Linked DNA regions of Sus scrofa: region 1 is linked to region 2. A link is a contact called in public Hi-C data. All regions are on one chromosome and are shown on one strand. Each heading gives the region's core, a stretch centred on a gene start, on an enhancer-like site or on the middle of the called end of the contact. The rest is flanking DNA. Distances are from core to core; before and after follow the strand shown.

What was found. Hi-C and Micro-C count contacts between places; a contact is called where the count stands out from the background.
Region 1: a Hi-C map of skeletal muscle shows a contact between it and region 2, with 3 times the contacts expected there. The contact joins the enhancer-like site here to the promoter of ITPKB in region 2. A contact is called at or near these places in 4 of 5 promoter capture datasets (fetal liver, fetal skeletal muscle, liver and 1 more), 18 of 47 Hi-C or Micro-C datasets (alveolar macrophages, blood, embryonic fibroblasts and 10 more) and 2 of 2 datasets of contacts at active chromatin or transcription factors (alveolar macrophages and skeletal muscle).

Annotation. Positions count from the first base shown.
Region 1 is chr10:14,515,679-14,521,819 of Sscrofa11.1, forward strand. No RefSeq gene overlaps it. Among named protein-coding and RNA genes, the nearest start is that of PSEN2, 26 kb to the right of the region's middle. Within about 2 kb of position 2,588, at least 17 of the 83 cell types and tissues checked have an H3K27ac peak or open chromatin away from gene starts, as enhancers often do. A contact at or near this core is called in skeletal muscle and subcutaneous adipose tissue, where this site is marked.
Region 2 is chr10:14,467,853-14,474,561 of Sscrofa11.1, forward strand. ITPKB (inositol-trisphosphate 3-kinase B) reads right to left here and starts at 1,734. Exons shown (of 10, transcript XM_021064414.1): 1 at 1,428-1,734; 2 at 1-36.

The sequences.
Region 1 (6,141 bases), core at 1,338-3,837, 49 kb after region 2:
CTGGTGGAGTCATGGAAGGAAGAGCCACTCTGACTGAGGCAAGCAGAGACCCTCTGTCATGTACCCTGGAATTACCTTTCCCACCATGCTTGCTCTCAGCCATACCCACCCAAGAGAGGCCTCCCATTGCCTGATGAGCCGGTTGAGATGATATAAGTATCTGATCTTATCTCTCATTATAAGTAATGGCTTCATGCATTTGTCTCTTGGGAGCCTCCTCGTGTCCCAGCCACTGAGCCACAGTGACCCACCTTCTTTAGGGCCAGGCTGCCTTGTGATCCCCCTTCCCCACGACTCAGAACCTCTCTGTGCTGCCAGCTAGCTGTTTTTGTTGGCTTCCATTTGTGTCTATGAGCAGATGCTCGATGGGGAGGGAGTGGGGTAGCCTCCCAGAGGCAGGCCCAGGAGCAGTCTTCCTAGAGGCTGTCTCGGATGTTGGAGTCACATGGGGGCTCAGAACTGGGTAATGACAAACCGGTGACAGATTTAGTCTCAGATCTCAAAACCATGCCTGGTGCAGGCAGCCGAGGACTACTACCCAGAGGCTTAGGAATCAGTATGAGATTCAAGCAAGGATGTGCTGAAAACTGGGAGCCTGGAGTAGCTGGCAATGGGAAATCAGGCATTGTGTGTGTGTGGGGGGTGTGTTCCTTCTTATGTGTCCTAAAGATGTGGTACATTGTGCTGCTATGTCCTAAAGACACCATTTTGTTTGTTTGTTTGCTTTTTAGGGCCACACCTGAGGCATATGGAAGTTTCCAGGCTAGGGGTTAAATCGGAGATGCAGCTGCTGGCCTACACCACAGCCACAGCAATGCCGGATCGGAGCCACATCTGGATCCTACACCAAAGCTCCCTGCGAAGTCAGATCCTTAAGCTACTGATTGAGGCCAGGGCTTGAACCCTAATCTTCATGGATACTAATGGGGTTTGTTACCACTGAGCCACAAAGGGAACTCCTAAAGACACCACTTCTGTCAGACTAAGAGGTGCCAGAGTCCCCCTCCCAATCACTTGTTGCTCAACAAGCTCTCCAAAGTGGATTTTTGTTCAGCAGTCCTAATCCGGTTCTCCCAGACATGGGTAGGGTGGTGACTGATTCTCAAACTTGTTGATGCCAACTTTTACCAAGTACCATCAGAGCAGAAGGCATCAGGGACAAACCTAAAAATTAGCTATAGTCTGGCTGCTGGGCTGTGCTTACAGAATAGTCACAGCTGTTTAGAGCTGCAGCGTGTGTGTGTGTGTGTGTGTGTTTGGAGTTGGTGTTGAAAGATGCTCCTATATTAGGGAGGAAAAGGCATAGCCAGATGGTCACTGGGGGCTTCTATCCCAAGAGGGAAAGTTTCTTGCAAGAGCTATGAAATAAATGAAAGCAATTTATTCAGGCTGCCTGGCCCAGGGGGGTCATAGATCAACAGCAGTAAGTGGTGGTGGGGGCAGGTCATGCATAGCAGGGGTTAGAACTGAGGTGGGGGCTGCCCAAGGGGCTTGGGGTTCTCCAAGAGAACTTGGTCTCCAGCTAAGATATTAAAATGGAACATGGAATTTATTAGTTTTATTAATTAAGATATTAGCGTGGAATTCCTGCACCGACGGTTCCCACTTGGGATATAACACTTCCCTAGAACCCTCAGATCAAGTGTTTGCCGTCAGAGGACCTTGTCCTGTGGAAAGGTTCTCAAAGTGTGGTTTGAGGATCCTCTGCCTGAGAATCAAATAAGGTGTTTGCCAAAAAAGTAGGTTCTTGGGCCACACCCTGCACCTACTGAGCTGGAACGTCTGAGGGTGGGGCCTGGGTGTCTGCTCTTTTAACTGGTGACTTTATTTTTTTTTGCCTTTTTTTTTTCTTTTTAGGGCCGCACCCTTGCCGTATGGAAGTTCGCAGGCTAGGGGTCAAATCTGAGCTACAGCCTACACCACAGCCAGAGCCACAGCAATGGCATCTGTGACCTACACCACAGCTCACGGCAATGCCGGATCACTGACCCACTGAGCCAGGCCAGGGATGGAACCCGCATCCTCATGGATACTAGTCAGATTCGTTTCTGCGGGGCCACGATAGGAACTCCTCAACTGGTGACTCTTAAAGTTTACAATGTCCACCTGCTGCCAGGAAGTCACAAAGTCCAGGGAGGAAGCAGAGGGGATGGCTTCCTGGGGCTCCCCGCAGTTTTCAATTTTTTAGGAAGTACCCTAGAGGAAGGGTAAAGTAGATAAATGCATTTTTCTTTTAAAATTTCACTTTAGTTTTGAGAACTTAACATATGAGGAGACCGAGGCATTCTTTCTCCCCCTCACCTCCCTGCCCCTGTCCCCCAAAGCCCTTGAGCGCTCTGTGAAACGTGACCTGCCTTACCCAGCCCTCACAGCCGGCTTTCTGGCAGGAACTTGACTGGGGAGTGGGGGTGTGGGGTGGGGGGTGGTCTCGGCCAAGGTCTTGGAAAGAATATGCTGTTTCTTGGGCAGTGGGGTCTCCAGGCCTGAATGCCCAAGGCCAACATAGAGCGCTTAAAAATAGAGGCCGGTGGCCCAGCCCAAGGGAAAAGAATGGAGGCCTCCCTGGATCACCAAAGAATGATCCGAACAAAGGAGGCTGACGCCCTCCAGTGGAGAGAAGCTGCTTCCCAGCCCCGCTTAAGGGCCAGACCCACAGGGCTGAAGGCTGAGCCTCAAGGGGGGGACACAGCCATGGAAACACCACCTCCCTAAGATCCCTGCTTCCGGATAGAGGAAGAATCGCGCTGCCTGCATTTGCTAACATCCCTGTGATTGCAGGATGCCTTGCTGTAATGTGTACTGTTTGAATAACAAGTACCTTCCATCATCATCAGAATTGAGACTATTTTCATTTTTTCTCATTGAGATTGAGGCTACTACTACTGGAGTTCCCATCGTGGCTCAATAGTTAACGAATCCAACTAGCAGCCATGAGGTTGCGGGTTCGATCCCTGGCCTTGCTTGGTGGGTTAAGGATCTGGCGTTGCCGCGAGCTGTGGTGTAGGTTGCAGACACGGCTCGGATCCCACATTACTGTGGCTCTGGCTTACGCCGGTGGCTACAGCTCCGATTAGACCCCTAGCCTGGAAACCTCCATATGCTGCGAGAGTGGCCCTAGAAAAGGCTAAAATACAAATAAATAAAGAAAAGAAAAGGCTACTACTACTGGGCGTTCCGGTTGTGGCTCAATGGGTTAAGAACCCAACTCTTATCCATGAGGATTTGGGTTCGATCCCCGGCCTCACTCGGTGGGTTAAGGACCAGGTGTGCCTGGTGGCATAGGCCAGCAGTTCAGCTCTGATTCGACCCCTAGCCTGGGACCTTCCATGTACTGCAGATGTGACCATAAAAAGACAAAACAAACTTTTTTTTTTTAGAGACAACAGGCTTTAAATAAAAGATTGAAAAGTAAAAGTACACAACACCTCACACCCATTACTATAAAAGAAAGACAGGCCAAAAGAGAGAGAGAAGATAAAGTGTCTTGGAAAGGATGGAGAGATTGGGACTCTTGAGCAATGGTCACGGGGATGTGAAACGGTGCAGACATTGTGGAAAACAACACGGTAGCTCCTCAAAAGAACTGAACATAGAGGTATCATATGATCCAGCAATTCCACTTCTAGATACACACCCCAAAGAACTGAAAGCTGGGTCTCAAAGAGATATTTCTCCCCCCATGTTCTCAGCAGCATTATTCAGCATCCCCAAGCCGTAAAAGCAACTGAAAGTGTCCTTTGATGAATGCATAGATACAATGTATCCATATGGTGGAATATCATTCATATGGTGGAATATCATTCAGCTTTACAAGGGATTGCATTCTGAATGGAAGTGCCTTCAGGAAGTTCCCGTGCTGCTACAGCATGGATGGACCTGGAAGACAATGGGCTAAGCGACACAAGCCTGGTGCGGCCCTAAAATAAAAGGGAAAAAAAAAAAAAAAGGCATCTAAGCCCTGATTCTTAGAAAGTGAATGCTGCCTCGTATGAGGTATTAGGTTCTTCAGAGAAAGAGAACTAATAGGATGTGGGGGCGTGGGGGGGGTGGGTATAAAATAACATGGAGATTTTTAAGGAAATTAGGCTCATGCAGCTGTGGAGGCTGGCGAATCCAAAATCTGCAGGGTAGGTCGGCAGGCTGGAGACCCAGGAGAGAGTTGCCGTTTGAGTCCAAAGGGCCTTTTGCTGGCAGAATGCCTCTTCTTCCAGGGAGGCCAGTCTGCTCCCATGAAGACTTCAGCTGATTGAATGAGGCCCTGCTCACATAATGGAGGGTGATCTGCTTCACTCAGGTTCTACTGGTTTAGATGGTATCGCATCTAAAAAGCACCTTCAGGAAGTTCCCACCGTGGCTCAGCGGTAAAGAGCCCAACTAGTATCCGTGAGGATGAGGGTTCCATCCCTAGCCTCGCTCAGTGGGTTAAGGATCCCGCGTTGCCGTGAGCTGTGGTGTAGGTCAGAGGCATGGCTCGGATCCTGTGTTGCTGTGACTGTGGCTGTGGCGGAGGCCAAGCAAAGTGCAGAAGCTGCAGCCTGGTTTCTTCTTGCCGTTTATCGGGAAATCCCAGAGGTAACAGGTGAGTTGAGGGAAGAATCGCTAAGGAAAAAAGAAGGGAGACTCGATGATTTGGGAAACTCTCGACCTATTCAGATTGCAAAAGAGGCTCATGGGGAGACTCACTGTCTGGAAAGCTGACCCTGAAGAGAAGGCCAAGGGTGTGGCTGGAGAGCCGATTGCTGGCGCTGGAGGCACCGGACACGGGACTATGTCACTTAGCCTAATGTCATCCGTGTGCCATCTGAGCTGAAGCCAAGAATAGAGAAGGGAGCTCAGGAAAGGTCTGTGGTGGAGCCTCTTGTTTCTGGGTGTGAATCCTGGGGTAATGCACCAGACTTTTGAGGGTGGAAGATCTGCAGACACACTGCCAGCTCGAACTGAAAGGGGCAGGGAGAGTGTGAAATGAGGGAAGGTGTTCGCCCACATCTAAATGCCCGAAACAGCTGCCCAAACTCCTCAGCAGCAAACCCTCCATTACCCTTCAAGAAAAAGGAGATGACTCTGGAGAGGGAGGGTGGCCAGCGGGCAGGAGTCTCGAGCGGCAAAGCCTGACCCCTGGGTCTCCAGACCTCAGGGATTTTGGCCAAGTGGATTTCAACAGCGCTTGGAGCTGGCAACGCTTTTCTCCTTCCATTTTCTCCCTGCTGGAATGGCCCCCCGAACTCAGGAGAATATTTAATGTCTACTGGTTCATTTTAAGACAAGTATCATAGGGAGTTCCCGTCGTGGCTCAGCAGAAACGAATCTGATTAGCATCCGTGAGGATGTGGGTTTGATCCCTGGCCCCGCTCAGTGGGTTAAGGATTTGGCCTTGCCCTGAGCTGTGGTGTAGGTCACAGATGCAGCTCAGATCCTGCGGTGGCTGTGGTGTAGGCTGGCAGCTACAGATCTGATTTGACTCCTAGCCTGGAAACCTCCAAATGCTGCATCTGCGGCCTTAAAAAAAAGCGTCATGAGTGGGGTAGTCACGTAAGAGGAGAGAGAGACACACAAGAGTGCTGTGGGTTTCTACATAATGGCAAACGTGGTTTTACCTGTACAACTCAGTTTCAAGGATTGTGTGTGTGTGTGTGTGTGTGTGTGTGTGTGTGTGTCTTTTTAGGGCTGAGCTCACAGCGTATGGAAGTTCCCAGGCTAGGGGTTGCATTGCGGCTGCAGCTGCTGGCCTACACCACAGCCACAGCAACACTGGATCCTTAACCCACTGAAGGAGGCCAGGGATCAAACCAGCGTCCTCACAGATACTAGTCGGGTTTGTTACCCCTGTGCTACCACGGGAACCTCCAAGGATCTTGAAAAGAGGAGATTGGCATGGGTTCTCCGCGTGGGCCCTAAATATAATCACAAATGTCCTTGTCAGGGGCGGGTCCAGGGGCATTTGACTGCAGAGAAGAAAGAAATTGGAAGACTGAAGCAAAAGGGCTATACTTCTGCCTTTGCAGGCAGCGGAAGGGACGACTAGCCAAGGATGCAGCTCTAGAAGCAGGGAGAGGCGAGGAAGCAGCCTCCAGGGGGAATGCGGCCCCCTAGCGTCTTGATTTGGGGTAGAGAAACTGATTTCGGACCCCTGACCTCTAGAAC
Region 2 (6,709 bases), core at 484-2,983:
CAGCCCCCGCCCAGAGCTCCATAAACAACAGCGCCGCTGCGGAGACACAAGGAGAAAAGTCAGGACCCCAGAGGGCGGGTGGTGGGGAACGGCTTGGGAACTAGGACGGCCCCGGCCCGCGGAACCCCCATCTGTCCGGAAGCGGGTGCCACTGGACGTCTCACTTCTAGGGGCTATGCCGCCAGGCGAAGACACAACTCCGCGGCCTCCGGCGCTAGCGCGGTTGCGGGTGTGCGTTTCCCGAGTGCGTTCCCACCCCTCGCCCCAGGCTGTGATGCGCCTGGAGGTCTCTTCAGATTCCAAATTCTAAGATTCGTCTCCAGAGCCAAGAGCACCGGCGGAGGATGCCGTACAACTACTTAATTCCTACGCGGGCTGCGTGCGGAGCGCGGCTCTTGCGACCTCTCTGAGAGTGAGGACTCCCCCCTTCACCACCACTGGGTCTCCTCGGCTTTGCAAACCCTGGTTCAATCAGGTATAACAGGGCAGCCCCCGCCCCTGGGCTTCGGGATCTCCCCGCTCCACTCTCTCTGGCCAACAAGGACCGACTCAGAGGAAACCTGAGCGGGACCTGCCTTCCCCGGCCGCTGCCTGCGCCCGGGTCTTGGAGGGGAACCTCTGCGTGGCCTGCCGTTTACCTTCCTGACCCTGGCCTTGGGGCTGTTTCCCTAGGCCTACGACGGCCTGGGCGAGCGGTGGGGCAGCAGCCAAGGCCTTTTCCAGCACTGGCCTTGTCGCCAGTCCCCAAACAAGTGTGTTTTGTGTGTGGGCGCGCCTGCGCGCGCTCGGGGCCGAGACGCTGCGCGTCCCCTGTACCGGAACCAATACTCGCCGCCCCCTGCCGTCGCCCCCCATGGAGGGGCGTGTGTGTGTGTGTGTGTGTGTGTGTGTGAGTGAGTGTGTGAGTGTGTGCGCGCGCCTGTGCGCGCGCGCCGGTACCGGGAGTCCGCGCTCCGCACGCCCTGTGCGGGAGGACGCTACTGCCTCTGCGGGCACCGGGACCCGCGCCCCCTCCGAGGGACTCTGCGATGTGCGCGGCTGCAGCCTTCGGGGGCCCAGGCTCTGCAAACCTCCCGGGGCCCGGCTCTAAGCCCCTGGGCGGCGCAGCCGAGTACAAGGCTTCTCCGCATCCTGGGCAGCCTCGCCCGGCGGCCGGAGCCGGGGGACGCCTGCAGCGCGCCGGGGAGGCGGCGGGAAGTCAGTGGCCCGGAAGGCGAGCAGGAGAAACGCCGAAAACTTGTCTCTGGCTCCTGTGCTCACACCCCTACTCCACGCCACCGTCCCCAGTCAAAACCTCTTTGCCCGTCTCCCCGGCCCACTTCTCTGCGCTTTTTCAGAACCCGGAACCCTCAGATTCTCTCCCGAGCAGAGAGTGAGGGGAAACCGCGTTCGGAGGCGAGGGCCATTTAAAAAGCCGCCAAACTTACCTGCAATTTCTCAGATTCCCGGGTCCTGTGCAGACTACATGGCCCAGGGACGCAGACCGCGTAGGAAAAAGATGGCTTTAAAAGTTCAAAAAGCTCAGAAATGGTTTCCTGACTTCTTTTGGAAGACCAAAAAAATAGGAGTGGAAAAGAAGGCGGAAAGCTCCTCGGTAGGGGCCGGAGATCCGGGCGGTGGCGACGCCGGCCGGCCCTGCACGCCCTTCTGAGCCGCGGAGATACTACCCCTGTCAGTGTCTGCTCCAGGCCACTTCAGTGTTTGTTCAATGTGCGATTAAAAAAAAAAAAAAAAAAAAAAAGTTGGGGGGTGGGGGAGAGGAGGGAGGAGGGAGAAAGGCGGGGGCTTGGGGGAGGAAAGCAGGAAGGAAGTTGTGAGCCTGTCTGGGGTTGAACTCAGCGGAACAAGTTTTTCTTTTCTTTTTTTTTTTTTTTTTTTTTTCTATTGCTTGGCAAGACCGAGGGAGGGAAACACTTAAAAAAAAAAAAAGTTTCCATTGTTAGCTAACAAAAAAAGAAAACCTTTTAACTTCTGCGGGTTAAAGATACACGATCCATTTTCCACCCCTCCAGCGAGCCTCGCTGGTGGCTAGCTTTATGAAACTTTTTTTGAAACATGTTTTTAATAAAGTTTGAGTGTGCATTTTAAGCAAAGCAAATCATGGGGGCCTGTTTAGCATTTAAAACGAACTAAAGCCCTATATAAACTGTTTGTGTCCTTGTACACAAATATGCAAATTCGAATAAGGTACTTTGTGGGCACCTCCGTTGCAGTTGCACATTTTAAATGCATCACGGTCGTATTTTGGAAGGCAGGTTGGGCTGTGAGCTGTTGATAGTTTTGCAGTGCAATTGCTAGTTGAATAAACACGCCTTTGCATTGCACATGTTTTTTATTACTAAATGCACACAGCAAATGTGACATTGGCATGTTTTTGCACTTAATTCTCCAAGTTATTTTAAGAAAAATAATAGGCCTGGAACTAAGAAGGCTGGGGACCCTTTGCTCAGTCTCCTGCAGCTGGATCATTTTCAAGAGACTTTTTCCTCCATCATCAGCAAATACCTCTGGGCAAGGATCTTACCCCATTTAAGCTCTGATGCTGCAAGTGTGTTTTGCATAATTCCCTAAACCCTAAACTATAGCATTTAGTGGAAAGAGGGAAAATACAGCTGCCAGGCTCAAGAAATGTAAAACTCTAAAGCCCAGCATCAGTCCTTATGTTCCTATTAACCAGAGTTTAGTTGGAAATTTTGACTCTGCTCTTGCTTGTTTGTAACAATGCTGTTTAAGTGAGCAAAGCAACCTGCTGCTCCCTCAGGAAAAAACTCATTTAAATCTGAAACCAAGACATCTTCTAGCCAAGAATTCCCTGGAATCAGACACTGTTGAGTCCTGTCTGTTTTTATGTTTTTAACATGCTATGTTAAAAGGATTGGGTCTAATTCCTCTTCTCCCCCCCCCCCCATGGGGCTAAGTAAAAAGAGCCTAGAGTTTATTCAGATATTGCCTCAGGACCTGGGCAATTGCTATGGCAGAGAAGTCAGCCCTATCCTTGCCCCTAATTCAGTGCCCTAGTGGCAAGAAACAGGAGCTGCCAGTTCTCGAGAGACCCACTCCAGGGAGTTTATTTCTGACTATCACAGGAGATACAAACACCCACATCAGGTGTCATGGTAGAAACAACTGAAGGGCTGAGTGATACATACGGTGAACACAGAAACTTAGCTTCCCAGCCTCTGGGAAATCTCACTGTCACCTCATAGCTAGACTTCACAGGCCTTCCCTAGAATTGAGAAATTCAGGTTTCCCTGAATGTAGAGTCAGCCTGAAGAATTTTGCTCAGAACGTAGTCAGCAACTGGTCAGGTTGTGGCATGCAGAAGGGATTCCTGCCTGGGACTGGAGGTAGAGCTAGATAATTCTACCAGTCTAAAATTCTAACTGTGCTATCCAGGACAGCAAGGAGGGGGGAGAAGATGGAGAAAAATCCATATCTGGGATCCCACATGGCTGGCTAACCTCTTGAAACAGAATCTAGTCACCTTCCCAGATTTTTTTTTTAATCACATCTGTAGTTTTATAATGATCATAACAATCTAATTTCACAGGATTTCCATCCCACAGCCCAAGCACATCCCCCCACCCCCCAAACTGTCTCCTCCAGAGACCATAAGTTTTTCCATGTCTGTGAGTCAGTATCTGTTCTGCAAGGAAGTTCATTGTGTCCTTTTTTCATATTCCACATGTCAGTAAAAGCATTTGATGTTGGTGTCTCATTGTATGGCTGACTTCACTTAGCGTGATAATTTCTGGGTCCATCCATGTTGCAAAAAATGCCGGTATTTCATTCCTTTTAATGGCTGAGTAATATTCCATTGTGTATGTGTATATGTACCACATCTTCTTGATCCACTCCTCCGTCGATGGACATTAGGTTGTTTCCATGTCTTGGCTATTGCAAATAGTGCTGCAATGAACATCGGAATACATGTATCTTTGCGAGTCGTGGTTTTCTCTGGATAGATGCCCAGGAGTGGGATTGATGGATCAAATGGTACTTCTAGTTTTAGTTTTCTGAGGAATCTCTATACTGTTTTCCACAGTGGTTGCACCAATTTACAATCCCACCAACGGTGTTCCTTTTTCTCTACACCCTCTCCAGCACTTGTTGTTTGTAGACTTTTTGATGATGGCCATTCTGGCTGGTATAATGTGGTACTTCATCATGGCTTTGATTTGCATTTCTCTAATGATGAGTGATGTTGAACATCCTTTCATGTGTTTCTCGGCCATCTGTATGTCTTCTTTGGAGAATTGTCTGTTTAGATCTTCTGCCCATTTTTTGGTGGGGTGTTTGTTTTTTTGGTATGGAGCTGCAGAAGTTGTTTATAAATTTTGGAGATTAATCCCTTGTCAGTTGATTCACTTGCAAAGATTTTCTCCCATTCTGTGGGTTGTCTTTTTGTGTTGTTTAGGGTTTCCTTTGCTGTGCAGAAACTTTTAAGTTTGATTAGGTCCCATTTGTTTATGTTTGTTTTTATTGTCAATACTCTAAGAGGTGGATCTGAGAAGATGTTGCTGTTGTTTATGTCAGAGAGTGTTTGGCCTATGTTTTCCTCTAAGAGTTTTATAGTGTCTGGTCTTATAGCTAGGTCTTTAATCCATTTGGAGTTTATTTTTGTGTCTGGTGTTAGGGAGTGTTCTAATTTCATTCTTTTCCATGTGGCTGTCCAGTTTTCCCAGCACCACTTATTGAACAAGCTGTCTTTTCTCCATTGTATATCCTTGCCTCCTTTGTCATAGATGAGGTGGCTGTAGGTGTGTGGGTTTAATTCTGGGCTTTCTATCCTGTTCCACTGATCTATATTTCTGTCTTCACGCCAGTACCATACAGTTTTGATGATTGTTGCTTTGTAGTATTGTCTGCACCTTCCCTGATTTTAAATGAACAACAAAAAATTATACAGCACTTATGATTATCCAGATACTGTTCTATGAGTGCTATAATACTTACACATTTCAATCCTTAAAACAGCCTGAGGAGATACATACTATTATTATCCATATTTTATAGATGAAAAATTAAAGCATGAAGTAATATTTTGCAACATTTATTCAGTATTGTACTGGAAGTCCTAGTCAGAGCAATTACATGAGAAAAAGAAAAGGCATCCAGATTGGAAAGGAAAAAGTAAAACTATATTTACTGACAATATGATTGCCTATATAGACTATCCTATGGAAAACTAATAAGTAAGTCTAGCAAGTATAGTAGTGGCTTGGGCTACTGTATCCACTACTGCTACATAGACTGAGGGACTTAGACAACATACATTAATTATCTCACAATTCTGGAGGCAAAAAGTCTGAGATAGATGTGTCAGAAGGTTTGGTTTCTTATAAGACCACTCTCCTTGGCTTTTTTTGTTTTGTTTTGTTAGGGCCACACCCACAGCATATGCAAGTTCCCGGGCAAGAGGCTGAATTGGAGCTGCAGCTGACGGCTTACACCACAGCCACAGCAACGCAGGATTTGAGCTTCATCTGCAACCTACGCCATAGCTTGCAACACCATATCCTTAACCCACTGATGGAGGCCAGGATTTGAACCTGCATCCTCATGGATATTGGTTGGGTTTGTAACCCACTGAGCCACAGTGGGAACTCCTGCAGATTCACTATCTTGATTGTAGTGAAATACAGACATTGATGAAAACTTATCAGATTGCATGTTATTGTACTGTATGTCAATTATGACTTAATAAAAGCATTAAAAGATAGCCATGGACAGAATACAGGCTTTGATAAGGATGTTATGGGCCCCTACCCTAGTGCCAAACACAACACCTGACACATAATATTCCTTCTGGATGAAATATGAAATCATTCATTCAGTGATTCACTCATGAACTTCATGGAATAACTCTGTGTTCCCATCATACACAACTCTGTTAATTACTGGCTGCACTATAAAAACTTCAGTCTTCCTTTGTTCCCTACTAGATGGTGAGCTCTTCAAGGGAAGGACTCTGATTTATTTTTCTTAGCCTTAGGTTTTAATCCCACACAGAATGGAGCTATATATGTTTATTAAATTAAAAAAAAAAAAAAAAGGAGTTGTTGTTGTGGCTCAGCAGTAACGAAACCAACTAGTATCCATGAGGACTCGGGTTCGATCCCTGGCTTCACAATGGGTTAAGGATCCAGCATTGCCATGAGCTGAGGTGTAGGTCGCAGATGTGGCTCAGATCTGGCATTGCTGTGGCTGTGGTGTAGGCCGGCAGATGCAGCTCCGATTCGACCCCTAGCCGGGGAACTTCCGTATGCCACAGGTGCTGCCCTAAAAGGATTAAAAAAAAAAAAAAAAAAAAAAAAAAAGGACGGACAAATCAAGCAATTCAATCAAGCAATCAAATCACTATGCAAAAGGACCAAGGAATCAGAGCCTTCAGGAAGGCTGCTCCCTCCTATTTCCCAGGCGGAAGGAAGTACTTTCCACCACCATGCTTGTCTCCACCACCATGCTTGTCTCCGCTACCTGCCTCCTATACTTTTTGTTGTTGTTGTTGTCTTTTTAGGGCCACACCAGCAGCATATGGAAGTTCCCAGGCTAGGGGTTGAATCGGAGCTACAGCTAGCTGCTGGCCTACACCACAGCCACAGCAACGCAGGATCCTTAATCCACTGAGCAAGGCCAGGAATTGAACTTGCATCCCCACGGATGAGTTCTTAAGTTCTTAACCCACTGAGACACAATGGGAACTCCT